3 separate regions of the Mus musculus genome follow, and regions 2 and 3 are each linked to region 1. The links are chromatin contacts, called in public Hi-C maps. All regions are on one chromosome and are shown on one strand. The core of a region is the stretch at or near the end of the contact, and the rest is flanking DNA. Distances in the headings are between cores, read along the strand shown. Region 1 has its middle 26 kb from the start of Gm36174. Region 2 holds the start of Dhrs9 (dehydrogenase/reductase (SDR family) member 9). Region 3 holds the start of Abcb11 (ATP-binding cassette, sub-family B (MDR/TAP), member 11).

Region 1 (3,380 bases), core at 605-3,104:
TTGTCAAAATGCCAGAATAAATCATTTACTCTTACAGCGAGACAAAACCTTTTGGGACTTGTTAATTTCAAGCTGCTATTCTTTGCCATTTGGAGCCTTGCTTTTCAAGCCTCTTCAGAACTGATGAGCAAAGACTGCCAGCCCTGTGTAAGCGGGAAGCACAGCTCTTGAGTCCGGCAGATTATGGGTCCTCATGCAATTAAAGTGGAGTGGAAGCAGGGGACCAATTTGTTAATCTCCGTGGCCTTTTGTCTGTAGAAACCAACTTATGTCCTGATCATATTTGCAGTCAGGGAAGGATTCAATTTTTATTCAGACTTTATTGCCTCTTATGGCTACCAACAGCCTGAGACGTGATCTGCTTCCCTACCCACAAAGGAAGTCGCCCCAAATCAAAACGGGGAGCATTGCAATGTTCGGAAAGTATAGCTTTCCAATTCTCCATTGTTTTTTTGGTTTTTTTTTTTTTTGTTGTTGTTGTTGTTGTTTTTTTTAACCTGTTGTCAATTATCGCAGAGGGATGAAGGAAGGGGCAGGAGGGTGGGGCAAACTCAGCAGAAATGCTCCGGGCAGGTCATTCTCCAGTTATCCTGTCTCATCTGTACTCTGGCCTCCAAGACCTCCACTCTCCTCTTCTTGTTCCCTCTGGCTTCTGGAAGGAGCACCATAAACAACAACTGAATCTCAAGTTCCTTCAGCCATCTCCTGCAACTTCCTGGCCTAGCTGTGCTTGCCTGGTGTCTCCTCTTCTCTACCTTCAGCCTCAGCTCCCAACATTCACCATGCTCCAAACTTCATGGCTTCCTACTGATGTTGTGTAGCTATTTACTCTGAATGGAAACGTTTCCTCCTGGAAGGAGGAGGGAGAATTACAAGACTGAAGAATCTCAGAACATTAAAGGACTCACAAGGCACCAGTCTACTGTTATAAAAGCAGGGGCAGGGTGGGGCGGGGAATGCATCCGTGTGGATCTGCTGCAAATCAACTAGAGAGTTCTTGGAGTACAGCTTTCCTGGGTTGTCACTCATGCCAGTTGGAAGGGCTTTCCAGTGATGCCTCTGCCTTTAAATCACTCATCCCTCCATAAAGAACCTGCATGCTTCTGTAAGGAACCCCAATAAACTCTTTGCTTCATCAAGCTGAATTTGGATGGAACTGTTTGGTCTGTCTATAGTGTCTTATATGGAATGAATAAAGGTTTGTTCACGTCCCCTTGGGAGGGGTCACATAATGCTTCACACACCCTGTGACCCCTGCAGAACCAGGAATTGAGAGGGTACCCAGCAGTGCTAATACCAGGAGCTTTGTCACCTGCTTCTTTTGATCTCACTCTTATGTCAATAAGGAGTCTCCTTACTAATCTGCCACGGTCGAGTCCATGAATGTGCTGTTTCCTCTCATAATTGTGACACACAGCCCTTTCCTAATGTTGAAATTCCTGCAGAATTACTTAATAGTTTGTGCTGTTACAGATTGCGATATGAAAGTCTTTCGAAACGGATGCTCTCCTTTAAAACAGTGAACTTTTAGGAAATGGACATGTTTACAAGGCAAGGTATTTGGTAATCAGTAAGTGAGAATTTTTTTTTTCTCAGTGAGTCCAGGAAACTGTTTTAGTGGCTTAGACTGGCTGTCAAAAGTGCCTGTAGCCCCGACATGAGGGACTGGGGTGGGGTGGGGGCACCATAAAGGAGAAGCCAGCCTGGATGACAAAGTAATCTTAATCTCATAAAAGGAAGGAGGCCTTTTTTTCTGGCTTCTTCCTATCCATAAGAAGTCCTGGGATCTGCTGCTTCATCCTCGACCGTCCTCTGGCCTGCAACCCAGACCTGGAACTCTGGACAAAGGATAAAGTCGGGTGCTTCCCTTGTCTCCCATCTGCAGCCGCTGGCATGAGGAAGCCAAGAGGTGCTGTAACAGGACACACTGCTTTCAAATTCTTCTCCTTTCATTCTTGTTTTGCTTCCCAGTTTCTATTTCCTATAAACCACCCCTCTCTTCTTTCCCCTTCCTTCCTATAATTCAATGACATAGCCATAACTGATGGGAATAAGAATTCCTACTGGCATTATTATTATTATTATTATTATTATTATTATTATTATTATTTGCTTTGGGGTTTTGGGCTTGTTGTTGTTTTGAGACAGTTTCTCTGTGTAGTCCTGGCTGTCCTGGAACTTACTCTAGACCAGACTGGCCTTGAACTCTGAGAGATCTGCCTGTCTCTGCCTTCTGAGTAATGGGATTAAAGGCATGTGCCACCACTTCCCAGCAAAGGCAAATGTTTTAATTAATAACAAAAAGAATAAAAGAATGGATTCAAAGTCTCTTCCCTAAACTTTTCTATCTAACTCCATAGCCTTCCTGGATGGAAGAAAAGATGTGGCAATAGCTAAATGTGTTGGGAATGGCGATCTAACCTGTCCTTCTCTGAACTACTTCCAGCTCCTCTCACCATTACAAATCACCACAGTGCTTCATTTCTGCACACATATGACATATTTCGAACTTGTTGACATCTGGACATTCCTGTGGGAAGGATGCATATTTAAATGTCATCCACAAAGAGCTGTAGTCCAAAAAGACTGAGCGCAGCTGCTCCAGTGAGCAACTAATAGGCATCCCACTACTGCAGAGAAGTCCCCAGTGAAGCTCTGCTACAGGCTGCGAGAGGAGTTCTTTACTGCAATAATTACACTATTATATTCCTGTATTTCAAGTGGGTCTTATCTGTGGAACATCACTTCTCCATTTTCCCCTGTATCATATGACACAGTTTTCAAAAGCCTCAGGTTCTTAACTGGTCCCATTTGCTTCACCTCCCACTCTCTCTCTCTCAAGTAGAATAAAGAAAATTAGCCTACTTTCTGATATTTAAATTCATATGTCTAGGCTTTTTGATGTTAGCAAGTCGGGCTATTTTAATGATTCCACTATTACAGTGTGATCACATGAGTTGTTTCTCTGAAAGCAGAAAGAAGAATGTGGTTCAACATGATCTCATAGTAAGAGGATGGCAGTGTGTACAGTCTATTAACAAGACAAGAGACAGAAGCCATTCTTGACTTATGGATTTGTAAACAAAAGGGTTATTATTATTTATTATTAATTACTATTATTACAATTGTTAGAAATTTAGGTTAATCGCTCCATCTCTCATTTTAGTGGTTTCTTTCACAAAAAGAAAAAAAAAGAAATAGCTGGAGGGGAAGATAATAGGTGGAAGAGAGAGATTACAATTTAGCAACTGGATACCATCTTAACTTTGTAAACTCTCTTACTTTATATCAGCTCTGCATAGAACTAATTGATTTTTTTAAATTTATTTTTGACTTTTTTTTTTTTGAGACAGGGTCTCACTATGTGTCCTTGGCTATTC
Region 2 (3,380 bases), core at 321-2,820, 580 kb after region 1:
GGAACCAATTCTCTCCTTCTACCATGAGGAGATCTTGCAGATTGAAGTTGGTCTGTCACGTTTTCGAGGCGGCATCTTTTACCCTCTGATGGTGAATGATTACCGTCTCACTGGCCCTCACAGCTGACATCCTAAAGGGACAGAGCAAAACGAAGCAGAACTCAGTATGTAACTTTGAACATGGCTGCGATTTCAGCCTGGAGACAGGGCTGCTAACAAATGATTCCATTCGTGAACACCTTTGTCAATACCCAGCTGACAAGCTGAGGAAGGGGTTGTTTTAACCCCACCCCCACCTCTACCCCACATGCCTAGACACTGAACCTTTCAGTTTTATCAACAGTACTGAGAGACCACGCCAAGTAGAGGGCAAGAATTCCCAACCATAGCATGCAAATCAGGCTCGACATTTCATTTTTTTTAAGTCCATTTGGGGAATTTTTAAAAACAGAGCGGCACTGAGTGAGATTATTGAGTAGAGCTTGCAAAAGGTGTAACCTTTTCTTTGGCCTTTCCCTTCAGTCCTCCAGGACCACCCAGGTGCCTGAGGCTCTCTCCACCTCTCAGAAATAATAGCCTGCTTATAAGGAGGATTAATTACCATAGCTGTCTTCATATGGATTTCAATCCATGAGGTTTTTCTCTGAGGCCACAAGTTTGTGCCTGTACTCTGTATTGAGCGTTATTAAAGGGGGAAAGTATATTTTGCATATATCAGGTACCCCAAATATTTTTCTGGATAAACTAGTCTTTTGTCGTTGTGGAGGAACTAGGAACCACACCTACCTAATTTAAAAAGCAGTAGCCCTGTCTAGACTCCGGTAGAGGGATGGGCTCTTTCATTTGCTTGCTCTGAGGAGGAAATAGTAACTACTCTTCAAGAAGGAACAGAGCAGAGGTGGAAGCAGAAGAATACAGCTTGAAATTAGAAGTAAAACTTCAGTGCACTGTTGGCTTGCCTGTACTATCATGAGTAGGAGAGGCTGGGGGGGGGGGGGAGTTGGCAAGCTGCAGGGAAGGTGGGTGGCATCTCATCCCCCACCCCTTACAGCTTCAGCTGGCACCAAGCAATGCCAGGTCTGCTGGAAGCAGCTCTGGAAAAGGCCAGCTGGAGGTGAGGGGGCAGTCCTTTCTCGTTTTCACTTCCAGAGACATTTTCTAGATGTTTTGTCATACCTTAAAACACAAATTAGGAAAAGAAACCACAAATCATTCCCAAACCATATTTGGTCATTTATTATGTTGATCTTCTTGCTCATAAAAATTGTTTGTTTGTTTGTTTGTTTGTTTGTTTGTTTTTCAGTGAAATGATCAGTTCCTTGCACCAGGAGATTTACAAAAGATACAAAATAATTTTTTTTTAAAAAAGCTTCTTAGTTACTTGATTTCAGCCTCCTCCTTTGGTCAAGATAGCATGAGTAGTTTTCTCTAGCTAGCCACACTTAATTTATAAAAAGCACTGACGATTCCTTTGGAAACCTGTGACCTACAATCTCCCCGCCCTCCATCCACGGAGGAGAGACTTAGTCACCACTTGGTGTTGCAATAGGTGTGACTCACTGAGAGAAGTGGAAGTCTTCACACATGCAGGTCTCAGAGCTCCGCAGACCGCAGGCACCTTGAGAGGATCAGCTTGACGGAGCTGCACTTCCTTCCCCTGGACCACAGCAGGAAGGTGACAATCTGCAGCAGCGGAGCAAGTCGCCCTCAGCTTCTGCACTGCGAGTCATCTTCAGCGAGGTAACCGATGACTGTCCGATCGTTTGTCCCTTCACTCATGTCCTTGATTTTCCGTGTTCCTATAGAACAAACCAAGTTGTCTTTCAGCTGAGGTCAACTGTGCTTCTTTAACAGTTTGAGAAGGATGGGAGCAAAGTCCATCTCATACAGAAATGATCTGGGCGGCCCAGGAACTTGACTGAAACTCTCCTAGGACAGGGCTCTGTGACTATCCTGTAGCATCCTGCAGTCACAACCAAATACCTCTCTGTCTCTCTCCCTCCCTCCCTCCCTCATCACTCAATTCCTATTTGGCATCTTCTGTGGCTTTGAAGACTAATGAGAAATTGGTGACCTCAGCTTTCCAAGAGTTGTGGACATGTTAAAGAGTGCCTGGGGGTGGACCCATAACCACCAAGTGCGGACTAATCTGTTTCTCCACCTACTTTCCCAGTATTATCAGTTTCTGTAAACACATGTAGATGAACACTAAACTAGAAAAGAAAAACAATGTTGGGGATGAAGAAAAGTATTTCTAAGGAGCATGCTGGCCCAGGGTTCTGAGCTGTCAGAAAGAAAAAAAAATCCACATTTTATGATAAAGTGACTTGATATTTCAGATGCTCATGCACACACTAGGGTTTCAGCTGGTGGGGGCAATAATTCTGTAAAGCCTTGTGACACTCTTGGCCCAAAGCTAGGGTCCGGGTTTTATATATCTTAGTGTCACCTGGCACATATTAAATGCTCTGAAATACCCTTGGCTAGATGAGGCATGATGTAAGAATGGAAAGTTCTTTCATTTTTTGTGCTGGATATTTTCACATTTGAAAATGGTGTCCAAGTTTTAGACTAAACCTTTATACAAGGAAAACTTGTTACTTCATACATTGCAAGAGACAAGACCCTTGTGACAAATGTCATATTCTCAAGGGATATAATTTAAAAACACTAACATTTTCCTCTGGAGCAAAGCTAACTGTGGTTAAAAGACAGTGAGAGATTTGAGTATGCTCACTGGAGTGATACACACATATACTCAATTCTAAACTTCCTTTGGGACCATACGTTATAATAGCATTCTGCATGAAATCCCTTCCAGCTAGCAGTTAGTATTTTGTGGTCATAGATTTAAGAGTGACTCCTAATGTGCCATTACCGTCAGAAGGCACACAGACAAAACAATAAACCCAAAAGGACTTTAGGAGATTAATATTCATTCGCAAAGATGCTCTGGTAAATTGCTTTAATTTAAGAGTGTTCTCCTTAGACGTGTTTGTCCCTCTGGTGAGGCAGGACAGCCCCTGCTGGAGCTGCAGAGGAAGCACAGTTGAGAACTTCTCCCACCACCCACTGGGCGTGGAGCTGTGCCCTTCCGCAGGGACTCTGGTGAAATGTAACTAAGGAAACGTCTCTTCTTCCTGTTCTGGGAGGGAACTCACCATTCCAGGATGCCGAGTACCATCTCACCTTGGCTATGTCATCACCACGGCTAATATGCTTTTCACCAGATTCACAACAGAACAATTGCTGTTTCCTGCAAACATATTTTGTGTTGGGGTCCTTGGCTCCATCTTTTAATCCATCTTAGATTTTTTTTTCAGGTGTCCAACTTTAATCTTCCTCTTCAAGCGAGTGCATCTCCTTACCCATATGACCTC
Region 3 (3,380 bases), core at 229-2,728, 550 kb after region 1:
CACAGGCTCCTGTGAGCCACGCAGGTACAGGACAAAAAGTCAAGGTCCTCCAGTTTCTTGTGTGCATCTCATGGTGGCCAAGGTGCTTTGTGACTTGGTGGAAATACCAGGCTAGAGCAGCACATGAATGGGCTGAACTTCTCTAAGGGCCTGGTCCACACTAACAGCTGAGTCTGGTATTGCAAATAAGAAGGAAGGGAGGGAGGGAGGAAGGGAGGGAGAGAGGGAGGAAGGAAGGGGGAGAGGGAGGAAGGAAGAAGAAATGGATTCTCAGAAGCTGGTCTCAGAATGAAGAATCCTACAATCCTACTGCAGTAAGAGCAAGGACCCCGCCGTTCCCCCTCCCTCTCTGAATCATGATTTTATTGAAATATAGTTATTACACTCATCATTTTGTTGTCTTTGGTTGCGTCATCGAGGATCTCTGACACAAAGTGAATGTTCCTGCTGCATTCACTCTCGGGCTCTTTACGGAAGAGCCTTCTGCACTGGGTGTCCTCTTCCCATCCCAGCCACACAAAGTCAGTTCAGAACAGTGGGGGAGTTCTCAAGGAGGTTACTTCCCGACTAAAATATTTAGTGTGCCAAACCTTGTAACCTGATTTACCCTAGTGGAGCTTCCGGAGGGGACAGAAGACAGGTGACAGAATTCATGGAAAACTACAGACCTTGGCTGAGGGAGAAGCATGGGCACTAGCCTGGGAAGGCTCTGGAATGTGCATATTCACCTTGGATTTGGGAGGAAAACCCAAAGTAGACAAGGGAAGGTGGAGAGGAGGGAAGAACACATAGAAGGCCCAGACCCCAGAGACAGAATAGGAGCAAGGGACGAAGGATGGACTCCCCACTAGGTCTGGGGAGTACAGGGCCATCTCTGGAGCAGCTGTCGATCCCTTGGTTCCTTGTGATCTTTAACCCTGGGGATTGGGGCTTTATCCTGAGAACAACGGAAGCTAGTGAGGGGTTAACACTTTAACATCTCCGATAAGTCTTGGGATTTTGTGATTATTAGTTCAAATCATGCTTCTATAATGCCAAGTTTAAAGGACATCTCTCTGGGGTTTTTATTTTGGGTGATCTCTTTTTTCAATCCATTCACCTAATTTTGCCACACACACACACACATTTTTGAGACAACTGAAGTACAAAATAGCACTGCTGTAAGACCGTTACCAGGCCTCCCTCACTGTATATAATACTAAGAAGTCAGCCATTTGTCTTCACACGTCTACCCAAGCACTGTAGCTTTACTGGATGACAAGGTTGGGCTTTTGGTAAATCTGAACCACAACCCTCCCCCATAAACTGAGACTACCAAATAAAACAGACTCGGAAAGCAAAGACTTAAAAAACGCCATAGGCAAATGAGAGTCACTTACCTACAGATGTGAATTTGAGGGAGCCAGGAGAAGCGAGAGACGCCACTGTGGAAAGTCAGGGTTGTACACCCCTTTCCAAGTTCAGTTTTCATGGTAATAAAGCATTGAACAGAAATCAGGCTTTTTTAAGAACACTATCTATTTGCTTATAGGTCAATGGCCTAAAGTCCAGATCTAGCACAGTTCAGTGACATGAGAGGAAAGGTCGAACATACTCAAAGCAGGAACCCAAACCCAGAGTGCGTGGGGACCTTCTGAGGGTATCAACAAGCTTTAGAAAATGCCCAGTTGCCCGAGAGTGGGGCCTCATGGTAGAGAGCCTGGTGAGAGGCCCGACTCTTCTTTTTTAAGCCCTAGGTTTTAAAAAGTAACTTTAAAAAAATCTAACAGGACCAAACTACTTCTTATCGTCTCTGCTCTATTTGAAGTGACCCTTGTGACATCCTGGGTTGCAGGCCCTCAGTGATCTGGAGCCAGCCCCAAAGTTTCATGGAGAATTGATAACATGCAATTGCCTTCTGCTCAGAACTCTGTGCACACAGATGACCCTTGAACTCTGGTCTGAGCAGTCAATAGCCTCAAGCTCTGCCCACTAGCTGCAGCGCTGTATAAGTAGAAATGCATTACTTTAAAAAACACATTCCCATTAACAAAACCTCAAAGCAAATAAGCTTAGAACTGGCTGTGACTTTTCGTATGCCTTCTTACTATTAATCTCCACATATTTCTTTAAAAAAACAAGTTTTACCATTTTTCTTCTTCATTAATTTCAATTGCATTGTATTATAAAAAGTAATATGGCCATATGATTCAAAATGCTATTTAGTTTTTATATTTCTTCCTGGAAAGGGGATGTAAGATTGTTACTGGACATGGGGTCCCAACTTGTGCTCCAAGTCAGAACCGATCAGCTGCCTTCTATAGGCCAATAAAATAGCCAAGTTAGTAATAGAAAGCAGAGAAAGGAGATTTATTCAGTGTTCCACATTGGGAAAAAAATACAGAGATCCAGTGTATATCCAGTTTTGGGCTCCTGAAATGAGACCAGAATTTAATTAGAACACCAAATGCACATCTTAGCAGTGCCAGTTAAAATATGATCCTGCCCACCACTGACTGGGCTTCAGGCTGGTTCCTGAAGTGGTCTACCAAGTTGTGAGACTTGTGTGAAGTCTCAAGAGACTAGTTCTTGCTCTGGCTGGTATCTCTTTCTTCTCCCAGAGTGAGATTCCTGAGGAAATTTCAATTTGGAGGTGGGAGGACCAGATTCACTACAGTAGTCTGATGGTCAGATGGAGAGACACATAGCATCTCTTTACACTATCTTCATTTCTTCCAGGCCAGAGAGAGGACAAGAAAAAAGGCTGAGCTTGCAAGACTGTGGTTCTTAAAGCATACCCACCACACCAGAGATGGCTACTGAGCATAAAGGTTACAATACAGTGGTATGCATGCTTACCTAAGAAGGTGAAGGTAGGCCAAGAACAGTTTTCAGAATCAAGGAGATGAATTGCAGACAGACTGGAATGTTAGCCCTGTGGCTCAGAATAATAGGAATGGTTTTGTGGAGAAGTCTTCCACCAACTATCAACTCTTGTTTGGTTATTATAGCCCTGCAGATCAAAATGAATTGGAAAAACTCAACACCAATTATCTAACACAACATAATTGGCTGTACTTTGGTAGAGTAGGGAGGTTTAACTCATTACAGAGAGAAGCAAAAGGAACTGGCTTCATAATTAGGTTCTAGCACTTGCTTCTCGATTTAGCTATGGTAATGATGCTTGCTCTACTGGCTGGTTTTGTGTGTCAACTTGACACAAGCTGGAGTTATCACAGAGAAAGGAACCTCCCTTGAGGAAAGACCTCCATAAGATCCAGCTGCAAGGCATTTTCTCAATTAGTGATCAAGGGGGGAGGGCCCATTGTGGGTGGTGCCTTCCCTGGGCTGGTAGTCTTGGATTCTAGAAGAAAGCAAGCTGAGCAAGCCAGGGGAAGCAA

Evidence for each region. A called contact is a pair of places that touch in the nucleus more often than the background predicts.
Region 2: a Hi-C map of bone marrow-derived macrophages shows a contact between it and region 1, with 15 read pairs. The contact joins the promoter of Dhrs9 here to the enhancer-like site in region 1. A contact is called at or near these places in 5 of 39 promoter capture datasets (the 3T3-L1 cell line, embryonic stem cells, hippocampal neurons and 1 more), 1 of 15 datasets of contacts at CTCF or cohesin (the NIH/3T3 cell line), 1 of 484 Hi-C or Micro-C datasets (bone marrow-derived macrophages), 3 of 115 datasets of contacts at active chromatin or transcription factors (embryonic basal ganglia, embryonic fibroblasts and pancreatic cancer cells) and 1 of 9 other capture datasets (adipose tissue).
Region 3: a contact with region 1 is called in a Hi-C map of liver, with 2.2 times the contacts expected there. The contact joins the promoter of Abcb11 here to the enhancer-like site in region 1. A contact is called at or near these places in 4 of 39 promoter capture datasets (cranial neural crest, embryonic stem cells and frontonasal cranial neural crest), 1 of 484 Hi-C or Micro-C datasets (liver) and 1 of 9 other capture datasets (liver).

Annotation. Positions count from the first base shown.
Region 1 is chr2:68,794,772-68,798,151 of GRCm38.p6, forward strand. No RefSeq gene overlaps it. Among named protein-coding and RNA genes, the nearest start is that of Gm36174, 26 kb to the right of the region's middle. Within about 2 kb of position 1,855, at least 42 of the 459 cell types and tissues checked have an H3K27ac peak or open chromatin away from gene starts, as enhancers often do. A contact at or near this core is called in adipose tissue, bone marrow-derived macrophages and liver, where this site is marked.
Region 2 is chr2:69,378,892-69,382,271 of GRCm38.p6, forward strand. It overlaps Dhrs9 (dehydrogenase/reductase (SDR family) member 9), which reads left to right and starts at 1,571. Exons shown (of 5, transcript NM_175512.2): 1 at 1,571-1,740. Gm36393 (a long non-coding RNA gene) reads right to left here. Exons shown (of 6, transcript XR_003953850.1): 5 at 1,561-3,380; 6 at 1-131.
Region 3 is chr2:69,341,138-69,344,517 of GRCm38.p6, forward strand. Abcb11 (ATP-binding cassette, sub-family B (MDR/TAP), member 11) reads right to left here and starts at 1,479. Exons shown (of 28, transcript NM_021022.3): 1 at 1,380-1,479.